Linked DNA regions of Mus musculus: region 1 is linked to region 2. A link is a contact called in public HiChIP or PLAC-seq data. All regions are on one chromosome and are shown on one strand. Each heading gives the region's core, a stretch centred on a gene start, on an enhancer-like site or on the middle of the called end of the contact. The rest is flanking DNA. Distances are from core to core; before and after follow the strand shown.

What was found. HiChIP or PLAC-seq counts read pairs in DNA pulled down with a chosen protein or histone mark.
Region 1: a contact with region 2 is called in an HNF4G HiChIP or PLAC-seq map of pancreatic cancer cells. The contact joins the promoter of Cttn here to the enhancer-like site in region 2. A contact is called at or near these places in 3 of 39 promoter capture datasets (embryonic stem cells, hippocampal neurons and liver) and 3 of 115 datasets of contacts at active chromatin or transcription factors (extraembryonic endoderm stem cells, forebrain and pancreatic cancer cells).

Annotation. Positions count from the first base shown.
Region 1 is chr7:144,469,252-144,472,608 of GRCm38.p6, forward strand. Cttn (cortactin) reads right to left here and starts at 1,684. Exons shown (of 18, transcript NM_007803.5): 1 at 1,438-1,684.
Region 2 is chr7:143,799,882-143,803,274 of GRCm38.p6, forward strand. It overlaps Nadsyn1 (NAD synthetase 1), which reads right to left. Exons shown (of 21, transcript NM_030221.2): 16 at 3,315-3,393; 17 at 1-41. Among named protein-coding and RNA genes, the nearest start is that of Mrgpre, 17 kb to the left of the region's middle. Within about 2 kb of position 1,585, at least 45 of the 459 cell types and tissues checked have an H3K27ac peak or open chromatin away from gene starts, as enhancers often do. A contact at or near this core is called in pancreatic cancer cells, where this site is marked.

The sequences.
Region 1 (3,357 bases), core at 434-2,933, 670 kb after region 2:
GGTGACTCACTCTGGGTGAGCCAGCAGAGGCCTGACCCCTGGTGGACGCTGGGGGAGGGGGGTGGGGGGTGGGCTGTAAGTTCTGACTGTGAGGGTCTACTGGGTGGTGAGGACTTACTGGAGCTTGGGCTACTTACTGGCAAGGCCCAGGCAGTGCAGCCAGGGCAAACCACTAGGAAGGGCTAAAGCCTCTGCTTGCTTCACTGGGCACAACAGGGAATTCCTTCTCCCTGGCCACAAGTCCCCATCCCTCACACGGACCAAGAGGAAACAAAGGAACATACCAGGCCCAAACACCTCTGCAGTGACTGGGCACACACCCAGGAGGAGGGGCGGCTGGATTCCAGGCTCCTTAGCTCCAGGAAGCAAGCTAGGCGCTTGGATTTCCATTGACCCCATTGCAAATTTCCCTCAGGTGCCCAGGCCTTTCCTCAGATGTTGGCCTCTCAGCCCAGTCCTGAGGACTAGAGACCAATGCTGGAACCCGGCTGCTCAGCCTTACCAACTTCCTACAGGTCCTTGGACCCTCATAATTCCACTGGGTTCTGGAACCCCAGGCTCCCCAGGCCCACCAGCTTCCCCCAGGCCCTCATCATTCCACTAGATTCTAGAAGCAAAGTCCCCTTACCCCCACCAGCATCTCCCAGGCCTCAGGTCTACATTCTTTTCCCAGGTTCTGGTACTCTGACTACCACAGACCCATAATTATGCACTCTGACCTAGAACACCCCAAACCGACTTAGCACTTCATCCTGGGTTCCTGCTCTGAAACCCCACCCCTTTCTTTATGTCCAAAATTCCTAGGGCCTGTGTCCTAGGGCCCGCCCCCTCAGAGCCAGACCGGCTGTGCACCCCTAGCTACTCCACAAATGACGGGATGAACGGCTCAGCATTGGTGTCCGAAACCTCCGATCCTTGCCCAATACCCGGGGCTCCGACGTCCCCATCCAGACCCTGCGACCCGGGACTTTGAGCCTCCAATCCTGGCCCTACACCCCGAATCCCGAATCCCAGCGCCACACCACAACCCCAACCCCCCGATTTCGGACCCACACCGCGAACCCTTGGCCTTGACTCTGCACCCCGGTTCCCCCTCCTAGCACTGCACTCCAACCCCCGATCCTAGCCCTGCAGCCCGGGTCCCGACGCCCGACCCCAGCCACACACCCCAAGTCACAATCCCGGCCCCACACCGCGAACACCGGGTTTTGGCCTGGAATCCTGACTCAGGGGTCCCAGCCCTACACTCCGAGGCCTCGACCAACAGATCCTGGCCCTGCACCCCTGGGCCCCGACCCTGCCCCGCACTCGGATCACCTGGGCCCAGTCCAGACCCTGTACCCCAACCTCCCGTCCAGGCCCGGCACCCTGACAACTCATCATCCCACACCCTTCCTGTCCCCCAGCAGCTCTCTAGGACGCCCATCCCCCGCTCACCGCACCAGCAGGGTCCACCAGGCTCCCGCCGCGCCCCGCCGCTCCCTGTGCCCGCTCACTTCCGGTTCCGCGGAGGCGGGGCCGCATCCGGGGCCACGCAAGATCCCGCCCTATTCCAGGCCGTCCCCGCCCCGTATTCCTGTTAGCTGATCAAGAAAGCAGGATACACAGTTCCAGGACTCATAGGCAGCTCGGCCGCCAGTCAGCTGCGGAGATCCGATTTAGAAACACCCGTCAAGCCCTGTCCAACACACATTCACCCTCAACCCAGCTTCCAACCATGTATCCACCCTGCAACTCTCTACCCACGCATGGATCTACACAGCATCATTCACTCCCCTGTCAATCTTCTACCCACCAATCCACCAATCTGTCCTTCTGCCCATCTACCCATACACCCACTCATCTAGCCATACATCTGTTCATCCATTCTTCCATCTATCTGCTTCCTATTGTGATCAAAAAACTGAACCCTGTCTCGAAAAACAAACAAAACAAAACAAAACAAAAAGAACTGATCAAATACAGCTTGGGGAGAAAACTGCTTATTTGGCTCATAAATTATAGTCCATCACTGAGGGAAGGAAGTTAGAACAGGAACTCAGGCAGGGCAGGAACTGAAACAGAGACTATGAAGGAGTGCTGCATACTGGCTTGCTCAGCCTTTCTTTCACATCCCAGGTCTACCAGTGTAAGGGTGGCAACCCACAACGGTGGGTTGGGCCCTTCTGAATCAATCAGTAACCAAGAAAATGCCCCCACAGACTAGCCTACAGGCCAGTCTGATGGCAATTCATCAACTGAGGTTTCCTCTTCCAAGATTACTCTAGTGTCAAGTTGACAAAAACTAACCAACATGTCACCTATACACCCATGTGTCAACCATCCATCTACTTATCTATCCATCCACTCATCTATCTGTCCTAGTTGACATTAACTGTCAACTTGAAACAGCCTAGAATCACATTTTTTTTTAAAAAAATCTCAAATGTGTACTTGTCTTATTTAGGTTATTCTGTGGGCATGATTGTCTTGATACAGGAGGGCCAACCCACTGTGGTCCATCCCTAGACAGGTGTCCTGGACTGTATAACAAAGCTAGCTAATAAGGCAGCGGCCAAGTGGATCACTTAGAGGCCAGTCTGGTCCTGATCAGCCAAGTGAGGGATTCTGTCTCTCCTGCCCCCCTCTCCAGAAGGAGGAGGAGGAGAAAGGAGATGAAAGAGGGAGGTTAGGGATGTAATTCAGTGGTAGAGTGCCTGTCTAGTATGTACAGGGCCCTGGTACCAACCTTAGCACCACAAGGCAGAAAACAAAAGGCTAAACTGTCAAAATTTATGAATAGATCAGGAAGGAAAAAGAGATGTCAGGTGTCAGAGGAGAATGTTCCCATGTGTGTGTGCACAATTCACATGTAAGTGTGCATTCAACTGCATGAGCACACATACAGAGGTCCAAGGACACATTCTGGCATCTTCCTCAGGAAGGCCACTCACTGCTTGAGACAGGATCTCTCTGGCCTGCAGTTCATCCACTAGGCTAAGCTGGCTGGTCAGCAGGCCCCAGAGATCCTCCTGTCTTTGCTTCTCTGCTGAGGGGATTGCAAATGTGCACCACTCCACCCACCATCCTCTCATTGGTTCTGAGGATCACACTCAGTCCCTCATGCCTGCAGAGCAAACACCCAGCCATCTCCTAGCATAGGGTAGTTGTTGTTGTTCTTGTTGTTTTAGTAAAACCATGGTCTCAAGTGTTTTGTTAAATAAAAACTACAGGCATCATTTTATACTAAGTACCTAAACCGTGCCCAACAAGTGGGGTCAGTCACTTAAGCTAAGTTCCACGTACCCAAGCTGAAAAGCCAAGCTCTATTCTTGAACCAGGGACAGTGGTGTGTGCCTGAGTCCCTGTGATGGGGCA
Region 2 (3,393 bases), core at 335-2,834:
CCGCACTGGAGCAGTCGTACTTGGTCAGGTAGCCGAGGAGACTGTCAGGGAGAAAGGACAGTGTCCTCATGGTTCCTGGGGTATTGAGGGTTATAGGGTATACCAGTGCTGGCCAAGGGCTCCCTTCTTCCAGGGACCCTAGAAGTCAGAAGCCCAGCCTAGCCCAGCCCTGGCCCTGGAGGAAGCCATCAAAGTTACACTGAGCACACTGGGTAGACACCTGTTTTGGCTCAGAATGCTTGGGCACCACAATCAGCCACTTGGAACAGCTTGTCTAGAAGGCCAGGGTCAGCTAGGTGGAGCCAAAGGTCAGAGACCCTGGAAGGGAAGACAGGACCTGGCACAAGTACACACTCAGCCTGGTATAAAGCTCGCACAAGTACACACTCAGCCTGCTATCCACAGCTTTAGATCCAGGACCTCACATGGCACAAAGGTCCCTAAAGGTAAACTGACTCCAGACAGAGACAGACCTGGATTACAGGGTGGGGTTGAGAGGCAACCACAGGCCTCCTCAGGGGGAGTAAGAATTAGAGAGCCAAGGCCACAGGGAGCCATCAAGATGCTGATGGTTGGGAGAGTCCAGGGAGGGTGGGGTCGGTGGTGAGCATGGGGAGAGCTTCCGGGGGCCTGGAGGAGGTCCAGCAGTCTCAGCACTTCGAGGGCTTGGAGCAGCTACCCTGCAGTGACTGTGAGAACAACTCAGAGCTTACACACCTCCCAACCCACCCACTGCCACAGCTCTGTCCCAGGACACTGGGTTACCTGGTGAGATGACCTATCTCCCGGCTACATAGGAGTTTTTGCTGACCCAATGGCTCCAAGCTAAACTGGCAAATAGTGATAAATCTACTAGCCTCAGGTAAGCGTCTTCAGATAGGGCAGAGGGATAGCACAACTGTGGTGGGACTCAGACTGCCACCAGCAGAGACACATCAGGGCCCATAACACATGCTGATCTACACTTTCCATTGCTTCAGGGGCCCTGGTGGGATCTGGCTTTGTCCTTTTACCTCCTGCTCAGGTGACACTAGTCATCAGCCATGGCTGCCTACAGTGTACACCTGGCCATTGTTCTGGCCTCACCCTGGCCTTCTGTTAGAACACACTCACCTATGAGTCACCCACAGGCTTGGGACAACAGTCCTCTTTCAGAAGGCAGCCACCAAGTAGCTTGGCTAATGTTAGAACCCCAGGCTTGTAGGCTTTCCTGTCCCTCCCTGAGGGACGCTCCTAGGCCCAAGTTAATGTGTACAAATTACATGAATTGTACTGTAGCCCTGCATTTCTCCTGGAAAGTGAGATTTCTGGCAGGAATCATCAGAAGGTACCTGACAGCCTGGATTTACCTGTACCCCAAATACTGAGTGACCCAATGCCCAGGAGGTGACCCTTTACACCACCTGCCAGCAACATGTGGAACCGGATGTACCCCTCGCAACGTCAGTGGGAGTAGGCGTGGCAAGCCGTGCCAGGCTACTCTGTCCTGACCTGAGCCCACTGCCAGTCTGTTTGCAGTAGAGGCCACAGCTGCAGGATAACTCTAAACCAAGTCCTAAGTCCTCTAGTAAGTCATCAAAAACACTCATGGAACTTATTGGGCCCAAGATGCCACAGGCACTATCCATCATTCTTGTGGCTGTGCCTCATCATCTCTCTCTTCCTCTTCAAGGTCCTGACTCACTGCTTCTCTTGGCACCATCTCTTGGAAAAAGAAAACAAACAAAAAACCCAAAAGCTGGGTGCCACTGCAGAGGGGTGGCAACCCCATCATGCTCCTGTTTCCTCCTCTCAACCCCACCCTCACTGGTGATTCTTACCCCCTCCTTAACAGCTCTGGGGAATGGCCCTGTAGGTAAAGCACTCTACACAATCACGAGGATCCAAGTTCAGATCCCCAGCACCCACATAAAGCTGGGCACAGTGGTAGCCATCTCTCCTATGAGTGATCCCAGCACTCCTATGGAGACAGAATTTCCAGAACCTTGGAGGGCAGCCAGCCTGGAGTACACAGTAGTGAACCACGACAGCCTGCCTCACACAAGATAGATGAGGACTGATACTGGAAGCTGTCCTCTGACCTCCACATGCATGCCACATCGAGCATGCATGCACATGCACACACACACACACACACAATCATACACACACACACACACACACACACACACACACACACACACACTCACACTCATATAAAACTTGCTAGGCATGGTGACACAATCCTATAATCCCAAAACTCAGAAGGCAGGGGGATTGCTTCTAGTTTGAAGGTAGTCTGGGTTACATAGTAAGTTTGAAGCCACCAGTGCTTCATGGTAAAAAGCTGTCTCAAAGTCAAACCAAACCAAACTGTGAATGGCGGGGCTTGGGGTGGTGGTGGTGGTGCATGTATATGTGAGTGGGTGGATGGATAGATGATTGAGGCCAAATGTAGATGTATGTATGTATGTATGGATGTATGTATGGATGGATGGATGGATGGATGAATGAATGAATGTATGGATGGATGGATGGATGGATGAATGGATGGATGAGTAGGTGGATGGATATATGGATGTGAGGGTGAATGAACAGGTAGACAGATGAATGTATGGGTGGGTGGGATGTATGTATGTATGTATGTATGTATGTATGTATAGAGTGTATGTATGTATGTATAAGTGGGTGGGGTGTATGTATATATATGTATGTATGTATGGGTGGGCAGATGGATGGGGGATTGGCTGGTGGATGGGTGGTCAGAGTAATGAACAGACAGATGGGTGACTCAGTTCATAACTAGACAGGTGAAAAAGACTAATCAATGAATACATGATGTCTTAAAATTCCTCAGCTAATGAGGAGCACGTGGGAACGCATGGGAGCACGTTAGGAGGTGTGGCGGCTCACCCAAAGAAAGTGGGAAAACTGAGCCTGGGAAGGGGAGCTACCAGTCTCCACTGCTGGGTCAGAGGTTGGGTGGATTGTACCTGGAAACAAGAGAAGCACTGGATGTTGTTAAAGCAAAGAATAAAGGGATCTGTCTCCAGTTCACAGAGAAAAACAGCCATCTTGTTTGGAAAACTTTGCAATGACATGGCCTTTGATGCACAGGACAGGAAAGGAAGAGAAGGTGGGGGTCCTAGCATGGCTGACAGTGACCAGGGACAAAGCAACCTGAGCTGCATGAGTATGTGCAGAGCTGGGGAAAGACAGAAGGATCTTGGTCTGCACTCTCTGGATATCCTGATATTACAAGGAGACTGTCTTGAAAGGACCAAACTTCCTTTCTAGAGACTTGGGGAGCCCGAGTCCATCCCAGCCACACGCACCTCTCATCCACATTGGCAGATCCAAGCACAAGAAGGCTTCCTCGAGCACCCCGAGACCAGAGGCTCAGCTGAGCAAACA